2 separate regions of the Columba livia genome follow, and region 2 is linked to region 1. The links are chromatin contacts, called in public Hi-C maps. All regions are on one chromosome and are shown on one strand. The core of a region is the stretch at or near the end of the contact, and the rest is flanking DNA. Distances in the headings are between cores, read along the strand shown. Region 1 holds the start of GPCPD1 (glycerophosphocholine phosphodiesterase 1). Region 2 overlaps SHLD1 (shieldin complex subunit 1).

Evidence for each region. A called contact is a pair of places that touch in the nucleus more often than the background predicts.
Region 2: a contact with region 1 is called in a Hi-C map of liver, with 2.8 times the contacts expected there. The contact joins the enhancer-like site here to the promoter of GPCPD1 in region 1. A contact is called at or near these places in 2 of 2 Hi-C or Micro-C datasets (crop and liver).

The regions. Positions count from the first base shown.
Region 1 is chr3:110,949,826-110,956,406 of bColLiv1.pat.W.v2, reverse strand. It overlaps GPCPD1 (glycerophosphocholine phosphodiesterase 1), which reads left to right and starts at 4,704. Exons shown (of 20, transcript XM_065059128.1): 1 at 4,704-4,908.
Region 2 is chr3:110,991,264-110,998,056 of bColLiv1.pat.W.v2, reverse strand. It overlaps SHLD1 (shieldin complex subunit 1), which reads right to left. Exons shown (of 5, transcript XM_065059166.1): 4 at 4,040-4,229. The coding sequence starts at 4,202. Among named protein-coding and RNA genes, the nearest start is that of SHLD1, 4.8 kb to the right of the region's middle. Within about 2 kb of position 3,071, at least 1 of the 3 cell types and tissues checked has an H3K27ac peak away from gene starts, as active enhancers do.

The DNA of each region.
Region 1 (6,581 bases), core at 3,455-5,954:
TTATTCACAATAACCCACCAGAGCCAGAACAACTGCAGAAATATCAAATGCAGTAAAACAAGGAGCACAATTAATCTAAATACACGCGGCTTTCATCAGGTGCAAGCAGTGGTGTCAGTATAACCAGTTGACTGGAACTGATAATGTGAACTATGAAGGAGGAAGCAGCATATCTATAATTTGATGTTCACAATCTTTGTAACTACTTATAGTATGAATCAAGCTTGATTTATACGTTGAAGCTATAATTTTGCAGCTGAAGAAAATATTACAATGGCTACAGAAATAGACATAAAACCTCAAAGGCATTTCCTAGTGCCTTTTTGCTAGCGTATTCTAGACGTCAGCCTCAACCACTTATTTCTTGCACTTGGGCAAGTATTCTTGTCATTATTTATAAAAGCCAGGCTGCATAGGTCCCACTGGGCTTTGCGTCTCAACTAGCACAGCCTGAAGGCTATTTTGATGTTCTGCCTGTGGCACACAGCACCTCCAGCCCAACTTCACAGCCCGTGTCCTGGCTGGGAGCACAGTGCCATTTGAAGGCAGGTTCCGCAGCATTTGGGGACGCTGCACGCACACTGCACCTGTCACTCCTCAGCCGCTTCAGCACAGCAGTATCACTGTCAGAACAAAGAAAAAGCAGTTTGCCAGGCGCTATTGGCAAAGTACTAGTAATTCTTATTAAATCACTACAGTGGAAAGGGGAAAATGTTCTTTCCAATGTGTGCACACATAGTTCAAACAGAGCTGGTGTTTGCACACTTGAAACAGATCTTGTAGCTTTGTCTTTCCGGTTCTCTTTGTGAGTTTTGCAAACAGCGACTTGATTCGACTCAGCTTTTATGACACAAACCCCCATTCTTTTGTTTTTATTTTGGTGCTATGTATTAAGAGAAGCAGACCAGCAATCTTAACTTTTTTGACAGATATTTAAGAAGAGTTCTATAAATTAATCTACATGCCCTAATTACTGTACAGTTTTATATTAATATTGTCTTAAGGAGTATCTGAGACTTGCCTGCTGTGTCATGGCCAAGTATGACCTTATCTGATCTAACCATATTGAAGCAACTCCTTAAGAGGGAGAAAAGAAAAAGTACACTGGCAAGCTTAATTAAATGTAGACTTTTTTCCAGGTTAAGCCAAGACATAACAATATTTCTCATCTCACCTTTTTCCTACTTGCTTCACACTGAGCACAAACTTGATCATCGTTCTTAATTAGCTGCTTTTGTTTTATTCAGCAAGACCAAGAGGTAGTGCAATGGAATTATTCACAGGAATAAAGTTATTACAATTTGTATTTCAGTGAAAGGCTTAAGAACAAGGCAAGATAGGGATCTCACAGGTTGAGGCAGAGAACAGAGCAGAAGACTTGCCTCAACCCAAAGAGCAGTCCTACTGATGCAATCATGGTAACAGTAATTGTTTAGAGAAAATAATAAAACAAAAAACCCCAACATTTCTTCCATTTGAAAAGCCTTATCAATTATGGAATGAAGAACATTATCTCTGATTTTGACAAACAGAGTTAGCCCTTGAAAGTTGCTGTGACAAATTATGCTGTGTAGAATCGGCTGTTTCTCTTAATGCAGAATAGAAATTCCTGCTCACATTCTTTCCAAATGAATGAATATATACTTGAAGAATTAAAACATTTTGTCTTTGAACAGAATGTCAGAGTTTAGCTGATATCAACCACATTAGTTTACAAGGAGAAAAAGAGAATTTTCTAGCATTTCAATTCAGCGGATTATATTAGCTTTTCTTATCTTACCAAAGTAGTAGGGGGATGTAAATCTCCAATAGAATGAACACATGAGTATTTCATTAATCCATTTAGGGCTTAAATTGCAACTTTTTGCTACAATGAATTAGGGCGGGAAACACAATAATAGTTTTGACTGGTTGCAGACATTTTCTGGAATAAACACTAGGGCTGAAAGAGACCACGTGTTACACTTCCAGTTCTTGACAAAAATTTAATGATACTGTTTCATAACATGATGCTGGCACCACAAAGAGCCATTTTTGAAAAATTTAACAAAACAAACCATGTTAGAAAGTGTTAAATTCTATCCCAGCTTTACAACAAATTGCTTAAACTAATAAATATTTTAAAAGGCAAGAGAACACAAGTAGGCAATTTCTTTTCTAAATAGTATTTCTTCTAAAGTTTCTTCTTCCTTTCTTCAGTACACTGATCACACATGTAGAAATGATAGCTCCTAATGTTTACTTAATTACTAAGGGTTTGTAACTAGGACATTTCACATTCTTGTTTAACAAGATTCTCACTTTCTGACAAGCATTTTTCACCTACCCTCCCTCTTCCTTAGCCAGAGGAATTCCTCATGTGTTTTTGATTTCAAAACAAACTGCTTTCAGCTTTACTGCACACCTCCCCTCGCCCTTTTTTAATTTAAGCATGGTACTCTGATCCTCCAGTACTTATATAAAGACCTCAGCAATTCAGAAGTATTGCATACTATTCTGGTATAGAACATCTGATATTTTCCCTACAACATCCAGGTCCATGTGACAAATTACTTATAAACATGGCTGGATTTGCAGGGCATGAATGAATGGAAAATAGTCCTCTGTTTATTTAAACAATGGATAGAAGGAAAGCACAGAGCAGCATATTAGCAATAGCACTAAATCCCAATGCAAGACAGGATAAAGGGGCTTCTCCACACATACGGACTGCAGCTTCTTTACCAGCTGACACAAGCTGTATAAAGCAGAATCCAGTTCCTTATCACACTATTTATGCAAGCTTACTATTAGAATGACTGGACTCGTCATACTGTCACAACTCCAAAGCTCTGCTGCAAAATGGAGCACCAGCTCCCCCAAAAAAAAGCAGAGGAAAACATTTTCCCTTTATTTGCTAATACGTTTTTGAGTGAATTACAGTGGGACAGCTTTTTTCTCAGTAAATCAAGTCTCGGGAAAGCCACAAAGTTGTAGTGCCAAACACAACTATCTTTTAGTGCAGCAAAGCCGCCCAAGGTCTTCATCCAAGGGTCTGGTCTCAGCCAACCTGAAACTGAGACAAGTATCACACTTTGCCTGGGTCTTCGAAACCCCAGCATGGACATTCCCACACTGATATGCCTTGGTGGCATTGTTAAAGAAATGTTCTTGACCCCAGGTTTGATGGCACAGATGAGAAAAAACACCACTTCTCTGACTTAATGAGCCAGCAGGGAGTTTTCTTCTGCAAAGGGAAACCTGCACCAGACAGCTCTGAGATCACACAATCACAGGATGGTTGAGGGGGCAATGGACGTCTGGAGGTCATCTGGGCCAAGAGCCCTGCTCAGGCAGGGCCACCTAGAGTTGGTTGCCCAGGTCTATGTCCATCCATTGCCCAAGACGGGGGGGGAATGGCTGTTTTAACCTGTGTTAAAAAAATGCTCTTGACCCTAGGTTTCCCCTGGCATAGTCTCAGATCACAGAATGTCAGGGATTGGAAGTGACCTCAAAAGATCATCCAGTCCACTCCCCTGACAGAGCAGGAACACCTAGATGAGGTTACACAGGAATGTGTCCAGATGTCTGTGCTTAAAAAAAAAAAACAAAACAAACTAATTTAATCAAAAGATAAAAAACAAATCGAAAGATACAGCAAAGAAACAGTCTGGGCTGGGCGCCTCTCAAGGGGAGGGACCCTGAGGCAAAAGAGGCTTGGGCTTTTAAACCCTCACAATCTATGCACCCACTCTTTACATGTCCTTCACACTCTGTCCATGCCTGATGGTAAGTGTGGGTCTGGGGCTTCTTTGTGTCTTATTGGATGCTGTTTCTCCATCCCCCAGGCAACCTTTTTACTAGCTGGTTCGCAGCCTCTTCTGACAAGAGTTTCCTCTCTCTCCTGGTGCTGGTCTTCAGGGCCCCTCCATCAGTCACCAAGCAACCATGACTTGTGGCCTGGAATTCCAGTGAGTTGGCCACTTATGCTAAAATAGTTATTCAAACAAAAGAATACAGCTAGGAGAATAGAATCCAATTAAAAATTTAGTTTGATTAAACTTAATCTGCAACATGCTTTCAGCTGTACCATGAATGACAGCCCATTTGCTTATACGACCAGGCACACAGGCAAGCCTGCAGAGCCTGCCAAAAGCAGAGGGGCTCCCTGGGAGCCTCGACCCAGCTGTGTGGTGGGCCAGTTCCTGCCACCCCACATTTCAGTAGGCAAGGGAGGCTGCATCCTGCCAGTGGGTCTGGGCCACATGCACAAGCAGGGGCTCTGAAAAACACTCATGGAAATAAACAGCCACCAACAAATATCAAATCCACAGCAACCAAAGCCTTTCTCAAGAAAGGTATGCTGTCTGTCCCTCCATACCACAAGAAAAGTCATTGTGCCCATGATGCCATGAGCTCACAGCTGGCCTGTCATTGCAACCCAACAGCACCTCGAGGAAAGAGCTACCTGCCCCTGAGCAGCCCGCACCCTCCCAGGCTGGGCACTGGGGACCCAGCCTGAGGCAAAGTGACCTCAGGGGGTGAGTAGGTGATGGCGGTGGAATCCTCCCTTGCCTCAGCAAGGCCCTTTCCCAGCCCTTAGCCCTGTCCGCACAGCCACCCCACCGGCCCCGGGGAACGGGCCCCCAACCCGGCCCCTTCGGACGCCCAGCGCTTTCGAGGAACAGCCCTTCCTGCTCGCTTCTGATTGGCTGCAGTAGGAAAGGCGGGGCCGAAGCTGCGGGGAGTGACGTCACGCGAGGCAGCCGCTCCCCGGCCCGGCCGGGGGCAGCTGGAACCGGTTGGCGGGCGCCCCATCCCCCGCGCTGCCAGGCGGCCCTGGGCAGCGACTGCGGACACCGGCTTCCGGGAGGAGGAACAGCGAGCTGGGCAGCGCAGGTTGGGAAGCCCGGTGCAGCTCTCCGCCAGGCTAGCCCACGCGGCCGGCCGGGACCCGCGGGGGCGCGGTGGAGGACGGTCGGTGCGCGCTCCTGAGGAGACCTGGGGCCTGAGGGGGGTCGGTTCGCGCCCCGGTGGCGGGAGGGCGCTGCGGGAGCAGTGCCGCGCGCCCCGCGGGAGGTGTGGGGGGAACGATGTCCGGCACTCGGTCGGTTGCGATGCGGGGCATTGCTGGTGCCCGGCCCTGGGAGGAGCTGGGGGGCGGAGCTCCGCCTGTCCCGCGCGGCCGCCCCCTCCCAGCGCCCCGGCTCCTCTCGCCGCCACGCCTTTCCTTAGCCCCGCCCCCTGACCCCACCCTAGGGCTTTCGAGGGAAAGACACGGTCTTCCCACCCTTCCCGCTCTTTCCTTACTGAGTGCGGCGGGGAGGGCGGAGCCGAAGGCGCGGGCAGTGACGCGTCGGCAAGGGGAGGTCACATGGGGCCATCTCCTCCGCGCCGCTCCGCCCCCTCTCCGGCTCGGCCGGAGGCAGCTGGAACCGGTTGGTGGCCGTGCCGCCCCCTCCCCTCCCCTCCGCTGTCAGAGGGCCCTGGGCAGCGGCCACGGACCCCGGGGGCGAGAGGAGGGGCAGGGAGCCCGGGCAGCGCCGCCCGCAGCCCTGCACAAAGGGGCTGGGAGCCGGGAGAGGCGCTTGGCCAGGTCGGCGCTGCCGGGCGGGTGTCGTGGTGGGGCTGTGCGGCGGCAGCGGACGGTTCGTGCGTGGTCCTGGGGGGGTTCGACTCGCGCCGCGGTGGCGGGAGGGCGCGGGGGAAGCCGTCCCTGGGGGTGTTGTGAGCTGAGAGGAGGGATGGCACTCGGCCCTGAGGGGATACGGGACACGGGTGCACGGTCGGGCTGTGGCATGGCGCCTGCAGCTCCCCTGGAGGGGATGGCTGTGTGCCCTGTGGCGGGAGGAGAGGGGCTGCGTGCCGCCGGGGTGACCGAGGTGCCGCACGGTCCAGAGCAGGCGCATCGTTCCGGGAGGGCAACAGGCGCTCGCGGCGCTGCGGCGGCCGGGCTGTCACCTGGCGAGCATGGCTTGGCGAGCTGCCGGGCCGGGACACGCCGGATCCGTTTATTAACGTCCCCGCTGAAAGCCCTCGCCCGGGGCGGTCGCGCAGCTGCCGCATTATGTAAGCGGCCGGGACGGGGCGGGCCCGAGGACGGGGCGGGCCGCCTCCCGCGGTGCTGCGCTGTGCGGGGCTTGCGGTGGGGCCGCTGCCCGCGGCGGGTGGAGAGCGGTCGGTAGGTCCGGTCGGTCTGGCGGGCCAGTGGGGTGCGGCGGGCGGGTTGGTGCGGGTGCGTGTGTTCTGCTCTTTGTCTCTGATCTGGACCAAAGGAACACATTAACAATACTAACAGCTTGTGTTCTATTCCTGATCTCCTATGACTAATAAGACAACTCCAGATTAACTTTGTTATTTGCTTCCTAACCAGGCTGTGGCAGGAGGTGCAGATTCATTTTCCCATATTTTCTTTTTTTTTTTCCCTTTTCAATCGATAGGTTGTCTTGCAGGGTGTTAGTGTTTTAATTTGTTAAAGCATGCACTGTTAGATGGAGATTTCACTTCAAAATACTTTAAAAGTTAATGGTACAGTGAAATAGTTGACAAGTGGAATTATTTTTTGTCATAAAATATCTTTTTCCTTATAGACTCTTATATGT
Region 2 (6,793 bases), core at 1,822-4,321, 43 kb before region 1:
TGTACCTTGGCATATACTTATGTTGCTGACCGAAAGAGCAACTGTCCCCATCTCATCTGCATAAATATTCACATGGCTGCCTAGCCTTCTAGATCAGTCCCCCAAGCTGACTTCTCGTGTGGCCACCTGAGTACCAGTGCTAAGGATGCAGAAGGAATAAGCATGGTCAGGGGGAGCCTAGGATTCTCGCTGCATTAGAGAGGTCAGGGCAGTCCATGGAAGACAACTAAAGGTAAGCCCAGGCTCAAACCCGAAGCAAACTGCAGGAACGGAAGTGCTTTTGGAGAGGCAACTGAAGGTTGAACACCTCCATCCTCCCAAACTGGCTTTTATTATTTTTTTTTAAGAGCTAGCCAGCTTTTAGATATACACAGGCCTCTCTGATCACATAGTGAACTGTCTTCCTTCACTATCCCATCAATCCAGCATCATCCTTCCCCTCCTAACTGTCATCCTTCCTCTATTATCTCTATTCCTGTGATGCTACATTTTCTATGTACCTTCCACTAAGTGACCCTGTCCATCCATCCATCCAATTCTCCTAAGGACACTCCTTTTTAACTGCTTTTCATTAAAAAGATATAGCCATTAAGGGAGAAGCTAGAGACAAACAAAGAATCCCATCCCTCCAAGATGGTGCTGGCCCCAGAGAACCACTGGGCAGGCAGGTGGGGCTGAGCTCTGCCCTTGCTTCAGCCAGCCTGTCTCCCGAGCGTGGTGCTACAGCTGAGCTCTCAAACGCTGCCTCTGGGTTTGGTAGCATCACCTCAGGGCTACGCTGGCAAACTTAGCTCTGTCAGACCACAAAGCATGGGCAGAGCTCAGGGCCCTGCATGCACTATATCCGTAGTCTATTCTCTAAGGTTTTTTTCAGCCTGCAATTTTTCCAGGCAAACACTGTTTCCACTATCCCTGGTATGCTCTGGTTCAGTCCCCTACAACAAAATGGAACACAGCCAGTGGCCTATTTTATTGTAAACAATCTTTATTAGCTGTCTTTCAAATATTAATCCAAATAATTTAAGGTTTCCCCACATACAACCAAGTGCTGCCAAGTAGGAACTTTTGCTGGCAACTTTTCTTAATCTGGAGGAACTAGCAAGGTACTGCTGCAGCATTGTGTTATTCAGTGATACAGACTAGAAACACTATAAACAGAGAATTTTTGGTATTATTCTTTTCCAGTATGGGGATATTAAAAAAAAAAAAAGAAAAAAAGCAGCATGCTGAAAAGTTCACTGATCGAATTTAATTTTCCCACTCTATCAGTGCCTAAACACTTGAACTCTCTATGACAATAAGCTAAAAATACACATATTTGTTGCAAGAACAGAACCCTCACTCCCACACAAGCCATAAACCTACTCAATTATACACAACTTAGATGTTTAGTAGTATTCCTACAGGACTGTTTTCTTGCCTGAGGATTCCTGCTTTCATAAGGCCCTGATTTCATGGCTAATGGGTACTATCTTCTGCTATTACAAGTGCTGGAGGCTCTCCAGACTAACACAACCTGTTACAGGTGACTAGGAATACCTCCATATCCATTTCCGATTCCTGAATACCTGGGATGGCATGGTATTTCAGTCAGTATCAGTCCAGTTCATTTGACAGATGCCAGACACAGCCTATGCTGCCAGTCTGCTTCTTTGATAAGGAAACTGTCACATTCCCAGAGACCTGATGACCTTTTGGAAATGCTTTTGAATCATTAAGGAAGATACCCACCCCTAATAAAAATTTTTCAGGTTTGATAAGAAGACCCATCATCCATCCTGCCCAAGGGCCAGGATGCAATCTTCTGGTCATACTGTGGGGTGCAAGCCATAGCCACCTCCACTCTCCTAATTTATCTTGTGTCATAGCAGCATTTTACATCTCACAAGAAAAGAAACAAGCAAAGGACCTTCCTTTCCCAGGATAGGTTTGATTGAACTTGCTTGTGCAAGCATAAGTGACAAAGGCAGACTGTTTTTAAAACTGTCCTCCTGCCTCTTCTGCCACAGTGACCAAACTCAGTGGCTTAGAAAGCTGAAGTTGCACAAAAAAAGAGGGTTTAAGCAAGTTTGTATATTGGTTGGACAGTGTTATAAGGAGAAAGGAACCGAGATTTCAGAGCATGAACTGAGTCCCAGGAGCACAGAGTAAGGAACCACTTTACAGCATGCATCCCATAATTATTGCCAAGTGGTCTCAGTTGCGAGAGGTCTCTAAACAAGTGATGAAGGAGAGGGTTCACAGGCCCCACCTGTCCTCCTCAGCACATGTGGATTCCCCACTGACACCAGCAGGTGTTGGAGACAGCAAGGAGGCAGGATCTGGCCTCTCAGAATACCTTGGTACTGAGCTCCAGCTACATATTCCACACGTGTACCATAAATGACTTGCCAAATGATGCCATTTGGGTTTAGAGCTGCCCATCTTCATTTTTCCACAAATGCCTCAGATCATTCTTAGGACTGCTGAGTGGTCAGCCAGTTCTTCTGTGCATCCCATTCACCAGAGCAATCATGTCCAGTTGTCCTGAGCCACACTAAATGGTTTCTGAGCAACTAAACCACCTTACACATAATGCAGGAAATGCCTCACAGCTTCCAGAATTTCTTCATACATGCAACACAGGGCTTGTGAAATCTGAGTAGACAAAAGCCTTCCAGTCTGTTAAAGGAATTTCCCTATCCTCCTCTGTCACAACAGTGGAAAAGGCTTGTTCAAGACATTTCTTATCATGGTGGCCACTCCTCTTGTGCACGAAACATAAAGCAAAACCTCAAATCAGATACACTATTCCTCTAAGGCAAGATGAAGCATTGAATGTGATAGGGCTCATGGTTTGAAGTAGAGGTTACAGTAGATTTGCATCATTAGTAACATAAGACTCATGACTTCTTGGTCTGCATATGAAAAATCAAAGCAAGGATCAGTATCTACTGTTTGCAGATTTCATTACAGTTCTGGATGTCCCACAATTACAGGTGAAGACAACTGTACAGGCAAGCAGTCAACATCAGAGCTAGATTAGTTGGTAGATCCCACTACTTACCTGTTTAGCATGGAAAATAGTGGAATTCCCACTGAAAAAAACTCATCTGTCGAATTACAAGCTGACTTCTTGGAACTAGCAAACCACCCAGTGTCAGAGGAAGAAGAGGAGCCAAACTCTACTTTCACACTACTTCAGACTCCAAAGCAACCAGAAATGTCATCAGTGACTTTTCACCTGCTCAGGTGCCTGGACAAACCATTTCCACAAATTATTTGCTGATCAGATTTTATTTTCCCCCCACAACATTAAAGATCATTACTACAACCTTCATCCTAGCCAGTATGAACACATGGCAAGAAATGCCACTGGGCCAGCATGTTTTGATTTCACACTTCTTGCCATATATTCACACTGACTGGGCTGTGTGTCAGCTGTCCCTTGATCTTCTCAAGTACAACATCACTCCTAAGAATCTGGAGTAGTGGCTGACGTAAAATGCTACTTCTGCAGGAATGATTCCTCCTTCAAGTGAGGGAACTGCTGTCTCCCAGGAGCTGAACTGAAGCACTTCTCACCACACTCATGTCATTAGCACAAGCAAACATTCATTACTATAATTTTAAAATAACGGGTTATAGAGGCCATATCCTGAGCTCATGCCTGGAAGATGCATGACAAGCACAGGAAGAACATAATGGACAGTTTAAAAACAATTCTTACTGACTATGGTAATTTCCTATTGATGCCCAGGGGAATGTTCTGTGGGTTAGTTCAAGTAACTCTCTTCTTCTGAGAAGACACTTAATATGAAGAAACAGTGTAGTCAAAACATTAGCAGCTGATAGTATCCTCTGAACTTCTCTCCTTTGTCTCATCGACCCACAGTTCACACTGCATTGGTCAAGATGGAACAAACTGTAGCTCAGGTAAACTGTGTTTTAAGACAAGGCAGATGCATCAGTACCAGACTGCTCTTCTCAGTCAAATGATACACTAAGTAGATAATGCACTGGCTAAAGAAAGAATATGTGGAAAGGCAGAAGCTGTTACCTGTGGGTGGAGAGGGAAAAGTATCCACAGAACAAAAAAGTTCCTCGCTGTTTTCAGAGCCATGTGGAGGCAGAAAGCACTCTGCTAGGTCACAAACAGAGGACAGGTCCAATATGCTGCTCTCATCTGAGTGAGAATTTGATGATATCTCTTTTCCTTCCATGGTCCCACTGCAGAGAGACAAATACAACTGAGCTGGGTTTTTAGAGCGTGAAAATCCAAGCAGAAACCAACACAAACAATTTGGCATTTTTGCACTGCTTTCTGAGCTGAGAAAAGCTGATCAAGCATATTAGTACTTCATTTAAGAAAACAAGAGGAAAGGTGTAAGGGAAACAGTTGTCAGCCCTAAGTAGGATCACTAGGAGTCCACAACAAATCTGGCTTTGCTAGAGGCTTTCTAGAAGTAAAGATTCAGGCCCCCAACATGAGAAAGCTATGGAGTATATTCCCTTCAGGGCACATTATGTGTGCAGTTTAAAAGGAAGTAGGTTCTTCAAGCTCCCTGATCATTCATGCTTCTAGAAGTCACAAGTTAAGCCCCTGCCTCTGTTCACAAAATTCATCACACTCACTAGCAGAATGAAAGAGCATCTTAAAACACAGTAGTCCCAACCCCACAGGGACAGCAAGGATTTCCTTGTGTGGAGACCCTAGGGCAGCTGTATACCCTGTGCACAGCACTTTGGAAAGCTGCAGTTGAAACATCCCACATTCCAACATCGTTCTCTTGAGCTCCCTGAACCAGTCCACCACCACAGAGAGTAGGGCAGGGTTGGTGCCATCCAGCTCCATACCAAGGGCTACAGTGGATGGGCAGTTCTTTCGGAGAGGATGAAATCAAAATGTTCCACTCCAGCAGCTCCAATCACAGCCACGCAAGTGTCTCAGGCAGGAGAGGAATGAAAGGCAAAAAACTTGGTGGGGCAGGAGCTCACAGAATGACAAACAGAGAGAAGCAAGTAGGTATCCTCAGGCCAAAGCATGATTAGCACTGCTTCACTAAGAGGGACCCTGTAGACCTCAAGGAAAGATGCAGAAGAGCCCCAAACACCCTCAGTTTCTACCTGACACCTCAGCCACCAGCCTTTGTCCACCCTGCACAACCCCTTGTGAGGCAGCTGAGACTCTCCACTAACAGGACCAGGTCTGAGCAGAGTACTGCTGTACTTCACCTGTAGCAACACCAAATAGAGAAGGAATTGACCCAGTTCTTACTGCAAGGCCTTATGACAGAAGGACTTTTGCACAGGAGCTTCACTTAAATACTTGCTGAGCATGCACTGATGATGACATTGAACGGGGTAAGTGTGAGTAGACATTGTGTTTTCCCCTCACTCAAGTAACGGATGCTACTTTTCATGGAAAAAATGGGGACAGAACAAGAGTGTTTCTCATGACATGTGAGTTTAGTTCCCAGACTCCAGGAGATTTTGTGCAAGTTTCTTCCTTCACCTGTTTCATTTACTTATACATTATTAAAAAAGCAGGTTGTGGCTGCCTGTGCTACCCCCTCCACCAGCTGTATCCTTTCGCTATTTTGGTAAAGAGTGATAGGACAGAGGAACCAGATCCTGTGGTCAGGCAATAGCTTGGGACCCTACAGGCTCACATTTATTTCCTCTTCCATAAAATGAAAAAGGCAACATACTCTTATCTCAGAGCTGTTGTCAGTGAGGAATGTTAGAGCCACAGGGGCCAAACAAATACCTAGAAAGGATTAGTACTGAAAAATGAAGTAAATACCTTCATGCAGATTAAAAAAAAAAATCACCTCTCCTTAGGTGCTTCTGTGTGGAGTCAACTTGTAGCAAAGATGCACCTCTGACCTTTGCAGAATGCTGACTCACTAATTAACAGAGTGGAGATGTTGGCTGTGATACTGGAAGAGAGCAGCTGCCTTGTCTTGGAGGGACAAGCAAGGTCAGTGCATTCACAGAAAGCTTCCAGGAAAAACAGAGAGGAAGGTTAAAAACAAAACAGAGCACACAACCCTCTGCCCCCAACAGTCACTTCAGAGGGAAGCTTTTCCTCCATTGATCTTCATGTCCCAAAACACAGATGATCTATGCATACAGAACACAGCGAAGGAGAAACTTTCCTCAAATATTGTTTTCTTATTTGTTCTACTTTTAAAGTACACTAATATTTTAGAGAACAAAAGTGCCTGTTTCAGTCTGGAAAAAAACTACGACAAAACAAAAAAGAAAGAAATCAAACAGAAACACACAAACAAACAAAAAACCCCACACAAAACAAAAACCAAACAAAATACCACAAAAAACACCCAACCCAAACAAATACACATACACACGCTCCGCAAACAAAAATCACAAAAAACAAACCAATCCTATCCCTCCAAGAGCAAATGGGAGATTATAGCAAGAGGAGCTGGTGGTGTGGTACCACAAGAGCTTAAGGCTGTCATTGATATGGGCTGCTGTGATCCTGGCCATCTCTGCCAGCTGCCTGTGCCAGCCTCCTTCCTCATATTTCCATGACAGAGCTAACACCATGTGCAGTCATGTGATGATCAGGTTCAGATCACCTTTAAAAAAAAAATCACCTTTAAAATCGCCTTAAAAAAAAAGTTTTCCCTTAGATCAGCTCCTCCAACAATTTCAGAGTGTAGTTTGACCATATAAGGCAGCATAAATCAAGGCTACAGTTGTTCTACTCCCAAAACTGATGGAGAGACTTGTTTGTGAGGATAAGCAAGACCTCAGCTCAGTCCTAGACCTTGAGGTACTTGAA